Linked DNA regions of Muntiacus reevesi: region 2 is linked to region 1. A link is a contact called in public Hi-C data. All regions are on one chromosome and are shown on one strand. The core of a region is the stretch at or near the end of the contact, and the rest is flanking DNA. Distances in the headings are between cores, read along the strand shown.

Region 1 (5,354 bases), core at 1,576-4,075:
TTTAGAAAAGGCAGAGGAACCAAAGATCAAATTGCCAACATCCACTGGATCATCAAAAAAGCAAGAGAGTTCCAGAAAAACATCTATTTCTGTTTTATTGACTACATCAAAGCCTTTGACTGTGTGGATCACACCAAACTGTGGAAAATCCTGAGAGAGATGGGAATACCAGACCACCTGATCTGCTTCTTGAGAAACCTGTAGGCAGGTCAAGAACCAAGTGTTAGAACTGGACATGGACCAACAGACTGGTTCCAAACCAGGAAAGGAGTATGTCAAGGCTGCATATTGTCACCCTGCTTATGCATTATACATCATGAGAAACGCTGGGCTGGATGAAGCACAAGCTGGAATCAAGATTACCAGAAGGAATATCAGTAACCTCAGATATGCAGATGACGCCACCCTTATGGCAGAAAGCGAAGAACTGAAGAGCCTCTTGATGTAAGTAGAAGTCGAGAGTGAAAAAGCTGGCTTAAAGCTCAACATTCAGAAAACTAAGATCATGGTATCCAGTCCCATCACTTCGTGGCAAATAAATGGGGAAACAATGGAAACAGTGACAGACTTTATTTTTTCGGGCTCCAATTACCACACATGGTGACTGCAGCCATGAAATTAGAAGACGCTTGCTCCTTGGAAGAAAAGCTATGACCAACCTAGACAGCATATTAAAAAGCAGAGACATTACTTCACAAACAAAGGTCTGTCTAGTCAAAGCTATGATTTTTCCAGTAGTCATGTGTGGATGTGAGAGTTGGACCATAAAGAAAGCTGAGTGGTGAAGAATTGATGCTTTTGAATGGTGGTGTTGGAGAAGACTCTTGAGAGTCCCTTGGACTGCAAGGAGATCCAACCAGTCAATCCTAAAGGAGATCAGTCCTGAATATTCATTGGAAGGACTAATGCTGAAGCTGAAACTCCAATACTTTGGCCACCTGATGCAAAGAACTGACTCATTGGACGAGACTCAGATGCTGGGAAAGATTGAAGGCAGGAGGAGAAGGGGATGAAAGAGGACGAGATGGTTGGATGCTATCACCAACTTGATAGACATGACTTTAAGTAAGCTCTGGGTTTGGTGATGGACAGGGAAACCTGGTGTGCTGCAGTCCATGGGGTTGCAAAGAATCGGACACGACTGAGGGACCAAACTGAAATAAACTGAACCAGGCTACTAGCCTACCAAATTCTGATGTCTCTATGATGAGAAAAGTGGGTGCTAGAAAACCACATGATACTTGACATCTTTCAGCAGCTCAGTGAGGCACTTGTGCCATAACTCAAACTGAATCCTATACTTGATGAATCTTCTTACACATTTAATGAATCATATGAGAAATCACATTTCTGCCTTAAGTGACCCACTTCCTCATCTTGATGATCTCTTAAAAAACTGACTTGGCATGGGAAGTTCTTGGCTTAAATATTTACTTCTAACTCTTATTAATGTATTAACTATATTATATTTTGCCTGTTTTACAAGATTATTGTTCCTTATATTACCAAATGTGTGACTGAGCTTCCAACAAATATAATGCTGACTAGGCAACTGGAAGCAACTGATCAAATATATGGTTCTATATGAGATCAATTACTATAAAAGTGTGATTCTTGATACAGGAAGATGCTACAGAGGGAATTTTTTTCCTGGACTATAACAGACTAGCCAGACAGATAGTTCAGCATTACCTTTAGCTATTGTTTATAAGACCTAGCCCAGTAATAGCATATTGAATGGCCTTTCAGCAAAATCTCTGCGAGACCTGGGAATGAGCCTTGCTAGCACCAGCAGACAAAATGGTCATAAAGTGCCTCTCAAAGCATGATCAAATTTATGACCATGAGGTGGCCCTGTCAACTACAAAATGGCACCTGCCATGGGTAATTGCCATCTACCTCCACAAGGATTAAACCAGTTGCTGCTGCAGCTGCTGATTTCCAACACTCCCTGAAAGGAGTTCAGGGTGGAGAGCAGATATGAGGCAGGCTATGCTCTGGGAAAAATTGGCTGAACAGGTCTTCAGGTAGATATTTTCAGGAGCCAATTTTATGAGCCCAATTCTTGTGTCTTCTCATATCTAGAAAAGCACTCAAATTGTGACAACTGCTCATGACTAGCACAGACCTTTTGAAAAAAAAAAAAAAAAAAATGTGCTTGTTTCCGTATTTCCCCTTCAGCAAAATCACATATATACTGACCTTCACCCTACCTCTTTGGAATAGTTTCTCAGGGCTATCTGAGATACTGTCTTCCAGGCTATAGTCCTCACATTTTGCCCCAAATAAAACTTCCTTCACAACTCTCACACTCTGTACTTTTTTTAAGTTGGCAGTTGAGACTCCCATATCACCCAGTTACCTCACCATCAACCAATCAGATAACTGTGCATGAGTTGACCATGCACCCTGTGACCCTCTCCCTCAGTTTCAGAAACCCATCCCTGAAAACCATTGGAGAGTTCAGGTCATGTGAGCAAGGCACTTGGCACCCTACAATAAACAGGATACTTTCCTCCACCACAATACAGGGGCAGCAGATTGGCTTTGCTGCACATTGGGCAAGTGGAACCAAGTTTGCTTGTTTAGTAACAATAATCAAGATCCAACCAGGAAAACAAAGTATTAAAGGGAATAATTTAATAAGGGAAAACTGGTTATACAAGTAACAGGAAATCTGAAAAGTCAGACATGACAACAGCAGGAAATCATTAATACTTATCTTGTCATAAAGGACAAAGGATGGTCACCAGTCATCAGCTAGAGTTGTGCAGGGGAGGCCAGTACCAAGGAGGTGAGGGGAGCTAGTACAGACAAAAAAAAGAGACACAAGGAGACACCCTCTCTTCTCCTGCAGTGCCTCCAAAGTCAGCGATAGAAGAAACAGCCTACAGCGCTCAGCCCTGCCTCCCATCCCCAGTGCTTTTGGGGCAAGTAAATAAAAGGTGTGTCCAAGAATACACTGCTGTAGTACTTAACTAGGTTGCACTTTACATCACAAAAGACTTCCATGCCATCATATTTAAATTCACAATAGACACTTAAAAAATGGGTTTTTCAACCGAAGGCTTCTTTATCCACAAAGGCTTTCAAGCACCTTTACTGCACTCAAATAGACAGCTGTGACAATCAGGTCAACATCCGTTTGAGTGCCTTTGATGTAGCCTTCCAGGTCCGAAGAAAAGGGAGATGAAAGAGAACTTGTCCTCAAGCTGCTGGCACTGCTTTGAACAAATAAACTGTCACAACTGGGATAGATGAGAACTCAGAGAAAGTGCACCTAAGTGAGAGATGTAAACAAGAGGTGCAGCTTACTCTGAATGTCTGACAACCAGAGAGAGCAGCGAAACCAGAAGTCCTAGCAGACACCTAAATGGCTGTGACCTACACAACAAGCCAAGGAACTTCAAGGAGATTCTGGAAAAAGAGCAAGGCTGTAGGAGTCACCTCAGAATAGATTAGAAATTAATCGGACGTGAACAAGCGCTTCAGAATTATCTGATGGGTCAGGAAACCTGTACCCAGAGGGGTATCAGAAGCATGACGATGTGGGCCAAAAATATAAATACAAGACCTGGGGTTGAAACAATAACATTGCCAGACCTATGCTGAAACGGGTAAGAGAAGCACATCAGCGGGAGTGGGCGGTTAACTCTGCTTCAGCTCTGTAGTTTTCCCAAAGAAACCACTTATGACCTGCAGCGTGAGTTGCTTAAAAAATTAAGTTATAGATTAGCATAGTTTTAAGACGGTATACCCTTTCTCCATTTTCCCCCAATTGCCAAATATTGGAAAACTACAGCACAGAATCACGATACTGATATCCATAAAGTCAAGACACTTAAAGTTTCTTTCATTCATAGCCACACGAGCTCACGTCCTTTAACTAACTTCTAATGCTGTTATAATTCACCCAAGCCCTGTCAGCGCCTACAGCGGACACCGAAGAAACGTATTCATAAGCTACACGCAGTGATCAGCCGCGGCCCCAGCGCGAGTGCCAGCCGAGACCAAGAAGGCAGCGGAACAGAAGCCCCGCCCCTTCCGTCCCGGCGGACTAACAGCCGCCCGAGGTCCGGGCAGTTTCCAAAGCCGACTGAGTAGAGCCGGAAGTGGCGGCAGCACCCCGCCCCCCCCCCCCCCCCCCGCAACTACGTGGAAGCCTCCATCCAACATGGCGGACCTCAACCGCCAGCTGCAGGAATATCTGGCGCAGGGGAAAGCGGGCGGCCCGGCGGCCGCGGAGCCACTGCTCGCCGCGGGCGAGGCGAAGGAGCCCGCGGCGGGGGCCGGGACGTGGTTGGGCCGCGCGGGCCTGCGCTGGACGTGGACACAGAGCCCCGCGGAGCCGGCGGCGGGACAGACGTGTCTGCCCAGCGTGACGCGCACTCAGCGGCTGATGGCGAGTGGCGTGTGCCTGCTGCTTGCTGCGCTCTGCTTCGGCCTGGCCGCACTCTACGCGCCTGTGCTGCTGCTACGCGCCCGGAAGTTCGCGCTGCTGTGGTCACTGGGCTCTGCGCTGGCACTAGCGGGAGGCACACTCCTGCGAGGCGGCGCAGCGTGTGGACGCCTGCTGCGCGGCGAGGAAGCGCCTTCCCGGCCCGCGCTGCTCTACGTGGTCGCGCTAGGCGCGACGCTGTACGCGGCGCTGTGTCTGCGGAGTACGTTGCTCACAGCGCTGGGCGCCTGCGCACAAGTGGCCGCACTGCTGGCCGCGTTGCTAGGCGTGCTACCCCGGGGCGCGGGCACCGCTCTGCGCATCACGCTCGGGCGCGTGGGCCCGGGCGCCGCCCTCGCCAAGGCGCTCCCCGTTTGAGGCTCGCGGCTCACGCCGTCGGAAGGACGCAGAATCCGGCCCCGGGACACCACACGGAGCCCGTCCCCAGGATGCGCCATCGAGAGGACACGGGGAACCGGCTCTAGGCCCAGCGCCAGCCAAGCCAAGGACTGCGCCCGCCTGTTCCCAGACAGCACAGCGTAGAAGCTGCTCCTTTACTGTGCCAGCGAACTGTAAACTGAGACACGAGCAGTTTGGGAAGCTCCTCGATTTCAGCATTTTGTGCTACACTCGGCAGCAAGTGCTGTGAAAACCAGATTTTGTTTTGAATTGGTGGTACGCTATGAAACATTAGTGATAAATTGCTTTTGCGTTAACCGTGGTCTTAGATTGCACTCAGTAAAAAAAAAAAAGAGAGAGAGAGAGAAAATAGCTTTTCCGTTTTGATTGACTGCCCTTATTTTCCCGGATTTCCTTCACATTTTGTCACCTAAAAAATCCAGTGGTAGATCGCAGTAGCTTAGTTCCAGTAAATTTGCTTTCTTTCGCTCTTGGAAGTTTTTCCCCTTATTCTTCA
Region 2 (4,921 bases), core at 642-3,141, 340 kb after region 1:
TTTATCAATCCTGCAGAACCACTGGTGGCTATCTGTGAAGGAGCCTGGCTTAGCCCGGTGGAAGGGGTTCCTAACCGAGGAAACTGTTGAGAACTCATTTCCACCTGCAGTGCATAGTCACATGGTTATTACTGGATTCTGAGATTAGAACCAATAATGAGAAATTAAACCATTTTTAGTACCTATATCTTCCTTTTAGGAAAGCAAATGCAGCATCATTTATCGAAAATAATACTTGCGTTCAATATACAGTGCAGAAATGGTCTAAAGTGTTTCAGTTATCCATGTACATATGGTCAATTAATGGTAAAATCATTTATGTAATACTGAGGGATACTATGACTCCCTCCCAAATACTTGTGAATTGCCACACGAAAAAGTCGACACTACATCGTGTGCAACAGCCACATGACATGTATTAACACAATACATACATTTCTCTGTAAAGTTTCATGACAAACGGGTTGTGCCTTTGAAAGCCAAGCTTCACACCAAGGTGTACAAAACTGTCATCAATGTGTCAAAGGAGGAATCGGAGGCAGATGCCCTGTCCTAAGAAACGATCAGAAGCCTTACATCAAGACCTGATCCAAAAGGAATTCTCATGTTTTTCTGCACAGGCCTTCAGTGACAGATTTCATCCCGCCCTTTCACAGACCGCCACCGAGCCAGAGGGAACGGAGACCTTCGCCACCTTCCCTAAAATCGACCCTCACTTTCCCCTCAGGAGCCAAGCTCTGCCGAAATCCTCCATACGCCCGCAGTCCTACCTCCACCCCGAACCCCACAGCTGAGGTCGGAGGACACGGGTCTCCAGACACATGGGGTCTCTAAGACTTCTCCGGGGAGGGGGTTAGGCATTCTGAGGAGCTCAGGACCAGTATGCCTCTTTACCTGCAGCCGCCGCCCGCCGCCCTCCCCTCCCTCCCGATTCCACCTCGCCAGGCTAAGAGGGCCGCGGAGGACCCATCTCGGTGGCGGCGCTGGGTTCCGAGGTCGCCGGGAGGGCTCGCGCCACAGCGCGCCTCGGACCCGCCGCTGTCCAGCTCCTCTGGCCCCGCTCACCCGGGCCACCCGGCCACCGCTCCGCTCCAGTCCTCTTCCCCCGAACCTGCCCCTACCTCCCCCGCCTGTCCATTGGCCCCACGCCGGGCGCGTCACTCCAGCGCCCGGACCAATCCACCGCGGTCTGCTAGCTCTGATCCCGCCCCACCCTCCCGCCGACTGCCAGCCAATCAGGCGCGAGCCTCACCGGGGCAGCCCAAAGCCCTCGAGGCTGAGCCAATAGCAGAGGAAGACAGGCGCTGCCGGCGAAAGGGGCGGGGAGCTAGGAGGCCCCGCCTCGGTCGGGGTCTGAAAGCGGCGGGCGCAGGGCCCGGATGTGGAGAGTCACTTTAAACTGCTCCAGGAGCCAAACTCCTTGGGCTGCCCGCCCGCCCGCGCTCCCCCGGCCTCTCAGCTTCCCCGCCAAGGCCCACGCCCGCCACGCCCCCACGCCCGGATCAGCCCAGCCCTCCCGACGCCTCTCCTTTCCTTGCCGCAGGACACCGGGCCTTTGCCGCCGGGCCAACTGCCGTGCTCAGCTCGCGAAAGAGCACAGGTCTACGCCGCAGGAGACGAGGCACCGCTGCCCTTCCCCGGGGACGCGCAGCGGGACGGACGCTGCAGCCCGGCTCGGCCGCCCCGCCCCCTCGTCTCCTCCCCTCCCCTTCGCTCCCGGGCGCCTGTCCCGCCATTACCTGAGTGCTGCGCCAAGTGGCCGCCGCGCCACTTCGAGCTTGCTTCCGTGCGCTCTCCGCCTGTGGAGCCGACGTCCTCGGGCTCCGGGACCTGCCGCCACCGCCGAGGCGCTAGCACTCTGTCCCCCACCCCTCAACCCAGCGCCACTGCTTCCGCCGCCGTAACGAGCCCCTCACCCATTGGCTGGATTAGGCCCCGCCCTCCTCCGAGGAAGCCAGTCACCGCGCAGTGTGAGCAGAGAGCGGACTGGCCAGCCCCTCGGGGCCGCTGAGGCCTCTGGGAAACGTAGTCCCTGATGCCTAGAGGGCGGGCCTGGGCGGGGCGTCCTGGCGACCCGACCCGGGTAGCACACCCCTTTGCTGTCTGAGTTGATTCTGCCTTTTCCGTGTGCCTAGTAGAAAGGTCCCACCCTTTTGCTTCAGCTGATGGCACCAGGTTTCATTTTCTCGAGGGAGGTGCCTCGCGGGAAAAGAGTAATGGAGGCCGACTACACTGGGCCGAAGGAGCTGCAGGCAGGGCCGAGGGGTTTTCTGACTGTAATTGGTGTTTGCACCGAGGCCATGGCCCGCGAAGCCTGAGCATCGTGGGAGGATGAGATGCACGAAACTGGAGCGACTCTGTTGGGTTTACGCTGGACTCCGCGTCGGGAGCTGCTCATCGGGCCGGACCCACCAGAGAGCTGAGCTGAGCACTCTCAGGTTAAAGCCGGCTCGGAGAGGCGAAGGACTCGAACACGTTGTACCTGCTTGGTTTTTCCAGATTGCGAAGAAGCGGAGGGAGTGGTGGTGGTTTGCTGTTTTGTTTAGAGTGGAGGGATGGCGTTTATATGGTTGTACAAGACTTGGTCAACACTGCCGAAGCAAAATCTGAGTCTGATAATGATGATGATGTCTCCCTCCTTCCTTCCCAGATGGTAATTTAGGTCTGGAGTTTTGTGTTAAGAAATAAAAAGGGCTCACATCCTTCTTCCTTTCATGTACAGCTATGTTCTTGCTAGGAAGAGCGTAGCTCGTGGCTACAAGAATGAACCTAAAATATCCCTCTCCTTCCTCAAGCCACTTTGGTTTCACACTCTCTTCCCTTCTCAAATTTCTTCTAAGAGTAACTGATGTGGTATACCTTAGCCTCCTCTCTCCTTAGGCAGTTGATTCTGCCTCTGCCGCTGCTTCCCAGGCTGCTCCCCCTAAGTTGCCAGTGACCCTCTCACCTCACCCAGTGGTCCTTACTTAGTTTTCAGCTTGTCTAGTTTCACCAACATTAGTTCCTCCTTAAAATATTCTTCCCTCTGGGGAAAGAATACTGAAGAATAGATACATGTGTATGTGTAACTGAATCATCTTGCTGTTCACTTGAGACTAACACAACATTGTAAATCAACTATCAACTCCTTTGGTCTCCAGAAACACACTATTTCCTGATGCTACTTCTGTCTCTATTAAGCTCCTTTATGCCTTGTCTTTCTCACATGTACCGCATTCTCCAAGGCTCCAGCCCTCTCTCAATGCTATGCCATCTTCCTGACCAGTTTAACGCACCCTTACAGCTTCAAATATCATTTTCAAAAATGACTCCGTTTCATTGGTGTGGTGGCCTCTCACATGATTTGTACACATTCCACAAATATGTCTCACAAACCTCTGAGACTTAACATATTGGCCACTTTTGTTGATTTGCCTCACCTTTGTACTCCTGATTTCTGGGTTTGGCTAATGGCAGTGGCATCACCGTCCACCCTTTCTGCCTTTGGTTTTATTCTTGTTGGTTTCCACTCTTCATCTTCCAGAGTCAGCCTATGGAGTTCTGTACTTCCTTTTCTGTTGCGTTCATAGACTTGGCTCAACATTTCATTAATTCCTGTCTGGACCTTACTAGTGTTGCCTCCACTTAGATCTCTTCCTACCCCCAACCTGTCCTCTGTAGAGTTCTTTTTCTAAAGCATTCCTCTGTATCTGTTATTCCTATCTATGATGTTCCAGTGACTTCAGAATCTATTAATATTCCAAATCCCTAAACCCAGTTCAAAGGCTGGCTTTAGTCCCTCCTAACTCTCATGTATGGTTGAGTACTGTCTCAACCATAATTTCCACCTGTTCTCCACACAGCTTGTCTTCCAAGCTTTTGCTCAAGCTTTGCCCTCTGCAGGCCCCACCTTTCAGTGGCATATAGCCAAGTGCTGCCCATTTTACAGTGCCTAAGTGGAAAGAAAGGAATTCCTCTCTTTCCCATACACTATGGGATACTTCCTTAGATATTTCTTCAGTACCTCTATTATAGCACTAATATATCTACCCTGTCTTCCTGGATTAGGCAGAGAGAGAAATTACTCATCTTTGTATCTCCCATCAACAGGAAGGATTCAATAAATACTTGCTAACTATAATCCCAAATACATCCATAGTACATGAATGAAATCCAGATTTTCATTAGTTACTGCCTTATTCACTTACATCTCTAGTCCTTCACATAATGGATACTTGAAGGAAAACAGATGTTTCACCCCTGGTTGAGTTGCTAGGGTTTAGGTTTCCCGTTCACTGAACTTGGTGTGCTGAAGACAGCCTCTGTGTTGCACATTCAGGTTGAACCTTCCACATTTTGCAGGTCTTCAAGCACCCCCGGCCAGCTGCAGGGGCTTATTAGTATCTCGGGTTCTTGAAGAAAATAGTTTGGATGGATTGAACAGAGACACCATCAGACACCACATCTGCTGGGCGGTTCTCTGGTAACAAGGAAGGTAGATTCTCAGTGCAAGTGTTCTGTGGTGGTCAGTCAAATATCAGTGGGTCATCTGCACCCTCTAGTCTGCAAGTATCGGTGAAACTCTTTGGCCTCGGCCACTGACCCTGTTGGCTCTCAGTCGGCCTTGTGGAGCCTGATGATACTGACTCTTTGGTTCCTGAAGGTCTAGAGACTCTTTGGCCCAACTCCAGCCAATAAAGTATAGTTCCTTCCAGTTAACTCATCTGAAAAATTACAGTAACATTGTTTTTGTTTTTTTTGTTATTTGATCACTAAGTTGTATCCAAATCTTTGCGATCCCATGAACTATAACCCGCCAGACTACACATATGAAGGATGTGACAGATATGAGCTTACCTACAACCATTGTGACATGGTGGACAGACTCTAAAAGTGAAGTGAAAGTGAAAGTCATTCAGTCATGTCCTACTCTTTGTGACTC

What was found. A called contact is a pair of places that touch in the nucleus more often than the background predicts.
Region 2: a contact with region 1 is called in a Hi-C map of blood, with 5 times the contacts expected there. The contact joins the promoter of SAP130 here to the promoter of SFT2D3 in region 1. A contact is called at or near these places in 2 of 3 Hi-C or Micro-C datasets (blood and muscle).

Annotation. Positions count from the first base shown.
Region 1 is chr3:264,308,212-264,313,565 of mMunRee1.1, forward strand. SFT2D3 (SFT2 domain containing 3) reads left to right here and starts at 2,826. Exons shown (of 1, transcript XM_065931981.1): 1 at 2,826-5,354. The coding sequence starts at 4,175. The coding sequence ends at 4,816.
Region 2 is chr3:264,652,026-264,656,946 of mMunRee1.1, forward strand. It overlaps SAP130 (Sin3A associated protein 130), which reads right to left and starts at 1,892. Exons shown (of 21, transcript XM_065931989.1): 1 at 1,740-1,892; 2 at 1-104. The coding sequence starts at 98.